Linked DNA regions of Muntiacus reevesi: region 2 is linked to region 1. Evidence: chromatin contacts called from public Hi-C data. All regions are on one chromosome and are shown on one strand. The core of a region is the stretch at or near the end of the contact, and the rest is flanking DNA. Distances in the headings are between cores, read along the strand shown. Region 1 holds the start of RBKS (ribokinase). Region 2 holds the start of FOSL2 (FOS like 2, AP-1 transcription factor subunit).

Region 1 (3,719 bases), core at 677-3,176:
ATATTCTGTACATGTTAAAAATAAGGTGGGGGGGGGGATATGTGACCTTAGACCCTATGTGACTCAAAAAGTCTAAAATAAATATTATCTGGCTCTTTGGAGAAAGGTTTGCTGACTCCAGCTCTAGAGAAAGATGTGTAGGCTTCTTCGTCAAATGTCCAAAACTAGACTGAACTTTGTTATGTCACTCAACAAAGCACATTCATCTTGGCACAAGGTAGCTCAAGTATTCGTGGAAAAATAAAGGCTCTGGGCAGTTTTTTTTTTTTCTTTTTTTGGCTGAGCTGCACAACTTGTGGGATGTTTAGTCCTTGAACAAGGACTCCAACCCCAGGCCCACATCAGTGAAAGTGCAAGAGTTCTGTCCACTGGAATGCCAGGGAATTCTCCAGGATGTCGGCATTTAAAATTCTTCTGTTGCTTGTTACACGCTCCTCACTTTCAGGGTTTTTTTGTAATTTCTACCTGCCCCTTGCAGTCTCTTCCCCTTTCTAATCTCAGTCTGGAAATTTGATAACCTAGTTTATAAACATTATAAACAATGGAAGATTTAGTCAGTTATGTGAAGACCCTAAAACTAGTTTTTAAGTAGATCACAGGTGGTTTAGTGCAGGGATTTGGTGACTAATTTTGCTGGTCCCAAGGTCTTTTTATTTATTTCCAGGTTCTCAGCTGTCCTTTGAAAAGGCAAGGTGGCAGGACAGATAAGGTCTTACTGTAGTGTGATCATCTTTTATTTTTATAATATAAAAATAGCAGTATATCTGAAAAGCCACTCACCAAAAAATTAAACTCAAGCAATCTAAATCTACACCTTTCTTGGAACATGTTTTTTTTTTTTTTCCCTTTAAAATAAATAAACATTACTTTTACAATCAAAAAGGCGATTTCACTTAAAAAAAAGATACCTTGGAAAGATCTCTCCATCCAATCTCACTGCCCTAACTCAACTATTTTCATCTAGCATATTTTGTTTATTCAATCACTTTTTAAAATGGTTGTATATACTGGGTTTTTAACTTGATTCACATTTGGTTTGCCGTAGGTAACCTATGGTTACTCTAATACTGAAAAATAAGCTGTAAATATGAAATGCAAGAAAGCTGACAATCAGTATGGTCAAAGATGACCGCCTAAAATTTTGGCTTCGGCTCCACCCATTTTCTACACATTCACACGTATAATACCCAACCTGGATAGTGTTACAGCTCAAAACACTTTCCTCCATTTAGTGTTGAAAACAACCCTGTTAAGTGGGCACATTCTCAGAGGTAAAATGACTCGGCTAAAGTCACTCGGCTAGCCAGGGAACAGGTTTAGCATCCTAGTCAAGAAAACAGGAGCAGGTATTTGGAGGCGCTGCTAGTTAAAGGAGAGCTTTCACTACACGCTGGCTTTTATGTTCACTCATCTGACAATGACCTTTACAAACTCAAACCTGCCTCTTCTACCCTATCGAGGCACGCGCAGCGGGCTGGGGAAATCTGTGGGTTAGTCGCCCAGTTGTGTCCGAGTCTTTGTGACCCCATAGTCCGTAGCTCGCCAGGCTCCTCTGTCTATGCAATTCTCCAGGCAAGAATACTGGAGGGGGTAACCATTCCCTTCTCCTGGGGATCTTCCCGATCCAGGGATCGAATCCGGGTCTCCCGCACTGCGGGCAGATTCTTTACAGACTGAGTAGCTCACATCCAGACTCAACACTCCATCCCCAAAGCCCTAGGGCCAAGGCAGAGAGAAGAGAGCACAGTCCGCCCTCGCTGGAGGCGCAGCCTCTGCACGCTGGCCCCGAACTAACCTGACCAGGTCGGTCATGCAGGAGCCCACCACCACCACCGCTGCCTCCGCCACCTCCTCCTGCCACTGCCTCCCAGGGTCCCCAGACGCGGCCATTGCTCAGAGTCCGCAGTGTCCAACCTGGAGGCTGCCCTTTAACCTTTGCCCCACCCCGTAACCAGAGACGCTGCTCCCACGTTCCCTAACGACGCGGGCCTTCCGGACGCCCGGGTAGGTCGCCCACCTGGATGCCCGAAACAACCCCATTCGCCAACTGTCCCTAGTTCCTCCAGGAATTGTCTTCCTGCACAGCCTCTCGTAGCAGAGGCATCCTACGAGTTCCAGACTCCGCGCAGCTCGCCGCGCACGAGGTAGGCGCGGAGGCAGGAACTTTCAGGCACTCGGGGGACGCCCTTCCGAGCGCCCGGCCTGGTGCGGCCGGGGACGCGCACGCCGCCCGGCTCCAGGGCCGCCGAGGGGGCGGGGCGGGGCGGGACGTCCGGGGACGCGCACGCATCCGGCCCGCGGTGCGCGCGCAGGTTGGTGCGTCGGTCGGGGGCGCGCTCGGGTAACCTGTACCCCACGTAGTCGCCGGTTACCGATCCGACTTAAGTTCCAGGTACCTGGACTGGGGCTGGTGCGGGGAGGTTGGATCCCGAGTTGCACAGGTGGCGCTGAGGACCGTGGTTTTACATATGCCCAGGGCTCGCCTTCTCTTCCTATAGAGAAGGCCCCTGTCCCAAAGATGCCCTACTCATTCCCGTCACGCTGGTCCCCTCAAGAACGAGCCCCCAAGGCCAGAGGCTGCTGTCTCTCCACACCTAGCCCGCCCCCGGTCCCTGATTAAGCTTAAGACTCTTTGCTTTTTCCTTGCTGATTAGGGGATCATACAGTTTGGGAGAAGGTGTCCCCTTTTAGAGCGGGGTGGTCATTCTTTGGGTTCGAGCTGATTGTTTTTCTTGAATGCTGCCCCTTGGAGAAATTACTTCCCTTGTGTACTTCCCTCGTGCGCCGTATGACGTCGACGTGACGCAGCAGGACGCCACCCCTTTCCGTTCCATGACGTAAGCTGGGCACGTGTTTCCGTGTTTGTCATCCCATCTTAATTGCGAGAAGGTAGATGGTGCTTTAGACGTGTTTGTATTCCCCAGACTGCCCATCAAAATACCTCATGTGACCCTATCTTGAGGCAGTAAAGCTCTGTAAATTGTAAAGCTCTGTAAATTGTATTTCTGCATTTCCTTCTGTATATTACACGTCAAAATCAGGAAATAGAAATTTCGCAACTAGCTTTCAAGGGAAACGGGCCACAGTAAAATTTTGCCTATCTGGGATTGATTATTGTGCTTTTTTTGGTGTAAAAAATACTACTGGAAGATAATCCCCCATCTGTGTACCCCTCTCAGAAGCCAAAGAACTGTCATTTTTAGCTATTCTGTGACCTCCGAATTTGGAGTCAGGTCCCCCCCCCCCCGCCTTGTCTAGAGAAGTCACAGCAGCTGTGCTTGTAACATTTTAATGCTGCATAAAATCTTGCACTGTCAAAAGATAGTATTATGGCTGTTCAGGAAACAAAGACAAATTCATTCCTTCAGGTGTCATTCTAAGGTCATGACAGTTGCTGAATTGGATGGGGTGTTGTCACCTTAAGTATAGTTTGGTTTCTGGAGCAGGTTTGTTCCCCCTAGCATTTTACCTAGTGAATCACTTAGGCCAGCTTCAGCAGCAGGCCAACATTAGTCTAATTTGTTTCTAGCTGTCAAGCAACGGTTAGTCTAAATTCATGACTTTTTTGTTCATTTTACTAGATGTATGCTTTAAAAAAAACAAACTCACTTTGATGCTTTTCTCTTTGGTGTTTATTTGAGAAGATAGGTATAGTGGACTTTGAGGGAGATCTGGATTTGAATTCCAATGCTTCTGCTTGCTCGGCTTGTGACTTTGAG
Region 2 (3,719 bases), core at 409-2,908, 440 kb after region 1:
GGGATAGAGCCGAGGACAGAATGTGTTTTATAGTTGTAAACAATGACCCCGAGTATTGTTTAGGATTACCGTATCTTGGGGCCATTGGGGCGGCCAGATGCCGCCAGCCGTCCCGGAAACGCCAGCGCTTTATATAGAGCCACGGGAAAGCTTTGAGTTCCCGGCTGGGTTCTATTTTTCTTTCCTAGCAACACCCCCACTTTACAGATACGGAGACTGAGGGCCGAAATTGTGATGTGTTACAGTGCACAACGCTTCACAGCCTTCACGCATCTTCCTGCTGGTACATTAAGAGCTGGGTACGAGATTAAGGGAAAGCGTGGAGCAGAATTCGATTTCCTTGACTCCTAGTACAGTGCTCCTCCGGATCATCATCTCTGCAGAAGGACTGAAGTTCCAGAACTGACAAGGGCCTTAGAAGGTCATGTCTCCATCGCTTCGTTTTACAGAAAGAAACTGAAGCACAGAGAGGTTAAGGGACTCGCCCAAAGTCTCACAGTTCATAAGCAGCACAGCCTGGCGTTCACACTCCAGGGCCTGTGCTCTTTACCCCGCACCTCGCCCCGCCCCGCCCACCGAGGCGGGAGAAGCTAGGAATCCGGACTACCTACTGCCTGAACTTCGCTCCAAAACAGCTGAAGACGACGTTGGGGCACGCCCTCTCTCGGGCCTCCCTCTTCCCTGTTTTGTTTTGTTTTTTTTCCTTTCAAATTCATAACAGTCGAGGTTGCTTATAATGCCCGATTACTCCTATTAGATGCGTCCTAATTGCCCAGCATAGAGAGCGGCCGGAATGTCTTGACTGGTTAATTTCGTCTTCAAGGCTACTCCTAACAAATTAATTGCAGGGCCGAAAAGGGGAGGGGGGAGGGAAGCAGTGGGCAGCCAGCCGCGGGAGGGAAAATAGGCAGGCCGGCCCCGCCCGGCGGCGTTGCGCCCCGCCAAGGCCCGGCCGCAGGGAGGCGCGGATACCCAGGGCGCCCAGGGCGCCCGCTGCTCCGGGTGGCGCCGCGAAGGGCGCCGACGACCGTGCACGGCCGCGCCCTCCCTGCGAGCGGCTCTGCGCGCCCGGCTCCCGGCCTCGCGGTGGCGCCGCACTGAACCGTCCGTCTAGCTCTTCAGGACTGTGATTATTTTCTGAAACCCGGCGCCGAGGCCCGCGCGGCGGCTCTCAGGGGCCCCGCCCCGCGCCCCTTCCCCGGGCGGTGGAGAAGGTGGGGAGACCGTGGCGTTCTCGGGAGCCGGCGAGGGAATCCCTCTCCCTCCACGTCACCCGAAAGCGAGGAAACCCGCACTCGCGTCCTCTAACGCAAATGACCATCTTTGGCAACGTGCGCCAGTGGAATAGACCAAGGGCGCGTGGCCCGGGGGGTGGGGATGGGCCAGGCTGCCTCGGCTCCCCCAAACCGCGCCAGCGGTCCGCTCCCACCCCCGCCACCGCCTTCCTTCCTCGCACGGGGTGTGCGGCTGGCGTCAGCGCGGCCAGGAGCCGGGGCAGATAGGGGAGCGCTGCGCCCGCCTCCTCCCGCGCGTCTTCCTCCTCCTCCCCCTCCTCCTCGGCCTTCTCCCCCCGCCTCCCCGCGCGCTCCTCCCTGCAAGGTGGAGTCGGGTTGACGTGAGGTACAGGGGCTGGAGAATAAAGAGTGTGGAGTTGAAATCGTGCCATTGTAGTGACTCATCTCGGGCAGAGCGCTGGGGCTCCGAGCAAACCAGCGAGCAAGCGAGCGGTGCTCGGCGGGGACCGAGAGAGGGAGAGAGAGAGGCGCGGACGGGCGAGGCGGGCCCGTCCGGGAGCGGGCGCCGGGGAAGGGGTGTAGGTCCGGGCGCCAGAGCCGCGGCACCGCGTCCCTCTCCACGCCGGCTCAGCTGGATCCTCGCGGGCCGGGCGCAGGCTGCCTTCTCCTAGTCAAGTGTCCGAGCCGCTCCAAACTCCGGCGGCGAGTCGGCCACAGGAAGTTTATTCTCAGCTCCTTTTCTAAAAGGAGGAAATAGAAGTTTCTCCAAGCGGGCTGCCTTTCTTTCTGCCTTTTTTTTTTTTTTTTTTCCTTTCTTTTCTGCCCTGACATCGGGGGTCCCCAGACCTGGCAGGCTTGACCCGCCGGGTTGACTCCCATTCTTTTTTAATTACCGATTTTTGATTGAGCCGGCGGTCCAGGCTGGGCTCCGATTGCGCGCGGGGGCGGGAGGGCGCGCGCAGGGGAGGGACCGAAGGACGCGCGGACTTTTTAGAGGGAGGGACTGGGTGGACAACTGGTCCCGCGGCGCTCGCAGAGCAGGAAAGAAGTGGTGTAGCGCTCGGCGCTCAGGGGGCCCTGTTCCCGGGGTGTCTCCGCCGAGGGGGACAAGCCCGAGGCGCGGCCAGCAGAGAGCCAGCGCACAGCAGCCGGTGCGCGGCCGCGGCGAGGGCGGGGGAAGAAAAACACCCTGTTTCCTCTCGGGCCCCCACCGCGGATCATGTACCAGGATTATCCCGGGAACTTTGACACCTCGTCCCGGGGCAGCAGCGGCTCTCCTGCGCACGCCGAGTCCTACTCCAGCGGCGGCGGCGGCCAGCAGGTAGGTGCGGGCCCCGGGTGCACCTGGCGGCGCGGGTGGACCCCCGCCTTCCTCTCGCCGCCACTGCCTCTTTTGCTTTCTTTGACCTTTCTCGGTTTGGCGAGAAAATTCCTACGGGCCACCATTATAAGTTCTGAATTCTCATCTCCTGCCCACACCTCCTTTCACCCCCTCTATCCTCGCCAACACTTTTTTTTTTTTAACTGGAGCGGCGAGTGGGCTGAAAGAGCCTACAAACCCTGTCCTTCACACTACATCGTATCCAGACAAGCTCCTGGAATTGCAGGTCCCGTTCCTAGAAGCCTGTACCTCCCTCCTCTCCCAGAAATTCATCTCCATTCCCCTCTATCTCCGTGGTGGACTGCCCCCCCCCCCCATTTTTCACGCACGGGCCCCTTCCGACATCTAGGGAACTTATTCCTGCGAAAAAGCCCTCTCCTTCCCTCACCCCGACCCCGCACCTTCTCCCGCCGTTGGTCTTAGTTAATTTCGGAAAGAGGTTGGGGACTCGGAAACTGATTGGACTCCTTCAAGTGATCCAGAGTGAGGGCGTGAGTTGTCACTCAGGGAATCAGGTGCGAAGGTCAGGAAGGAGGAGGTCAGCCTTGATTGGCTCCGGCTGCGTGCGCCTATGTACCCTGCGCCCATCCACCTCCTGTTAGGGTCGGACTAGGAGCCTAAACTGCCACCCAGGGGGCACCTTGGGGTCTGGGGAGTACCTGCGGCCAGGACGGCTGCAGAGAGAAGGGAAGCTGGAGAGACCTCCTCTAGGCTCCTGAATGGTTCAGGAAGCCGAGAAATAACTTGTTTCTAAAGCAGGCGGACTGGTTTGCACTGGAGGGGTTGTGCCTGCCATCTCTGTCTATAACTACCAGAAAGGTGCTGCTAGGTTGGTGGTGCTGGTGGGGTGCCTGCCCTCTGCAACAGCCACCCCCCCACCCCACCCACCCTCCCAGAAGCTTGTGAGGGAACTGACTTAACAAACAAGGCTGCTAGAGCCTGAAACCCGTCTTGGTCAGGATCTGAGTCTCTAGCCCAGTTGACTGCAGCAAGAGTTGCTCTGGTTAGGCGGTGGCCTTGGCGTCTATAAGCCAGCCAACCAGGAAGGGCTGGGGTGGGCTTCCAGAGAGGAGGGACCCTGATGGAGAATAAAATGGAAACGT

Evidence for each region. Hi-C and Micro-C count contacts between places; a contact is called where the count stands out from the background.
Region 2: a contact with region 1 is called in a Hi-C map of muscle, with 7 times the contacts expected there. The contact joins the promoter of FOSL2 here to the promoter of RBKS in region 1. A contact is called at or near these places in 2 of 3 Hi-C or Micro-C datasets (blood and muscle).

The regions. Positions count from the first base shown.
Region 1 is chr3:33,418,945-33,422,663 of mMunRee1.1, forward strand. It overlaps RBKS (ribokinase), which reads right to left and starts at 1,927. Exons shown (of 8, transcript XM_065927228.1): 1 at 1,796-1,927. The coding sequence starts at 1,890. It overlaps BABAM2 (BRISC and BRCA1 A complex member 2), which reads left to right and starts at 2,267. Exons shown (of 12, transcript XM_065927231.1): 1 at 2,267-2,392.
Region 2 is chr3:33,861,900-33,865,618 of mMunRee1.1, forward strand. FOSL2 (FOS like 2, AP-1 transcription factor subunit) reads left to right here and starts at 1,659. Exons shown (of 4, transcript XM_065928910.1): 1 at 1,659-2,556. The coding sequence starts at 2,455.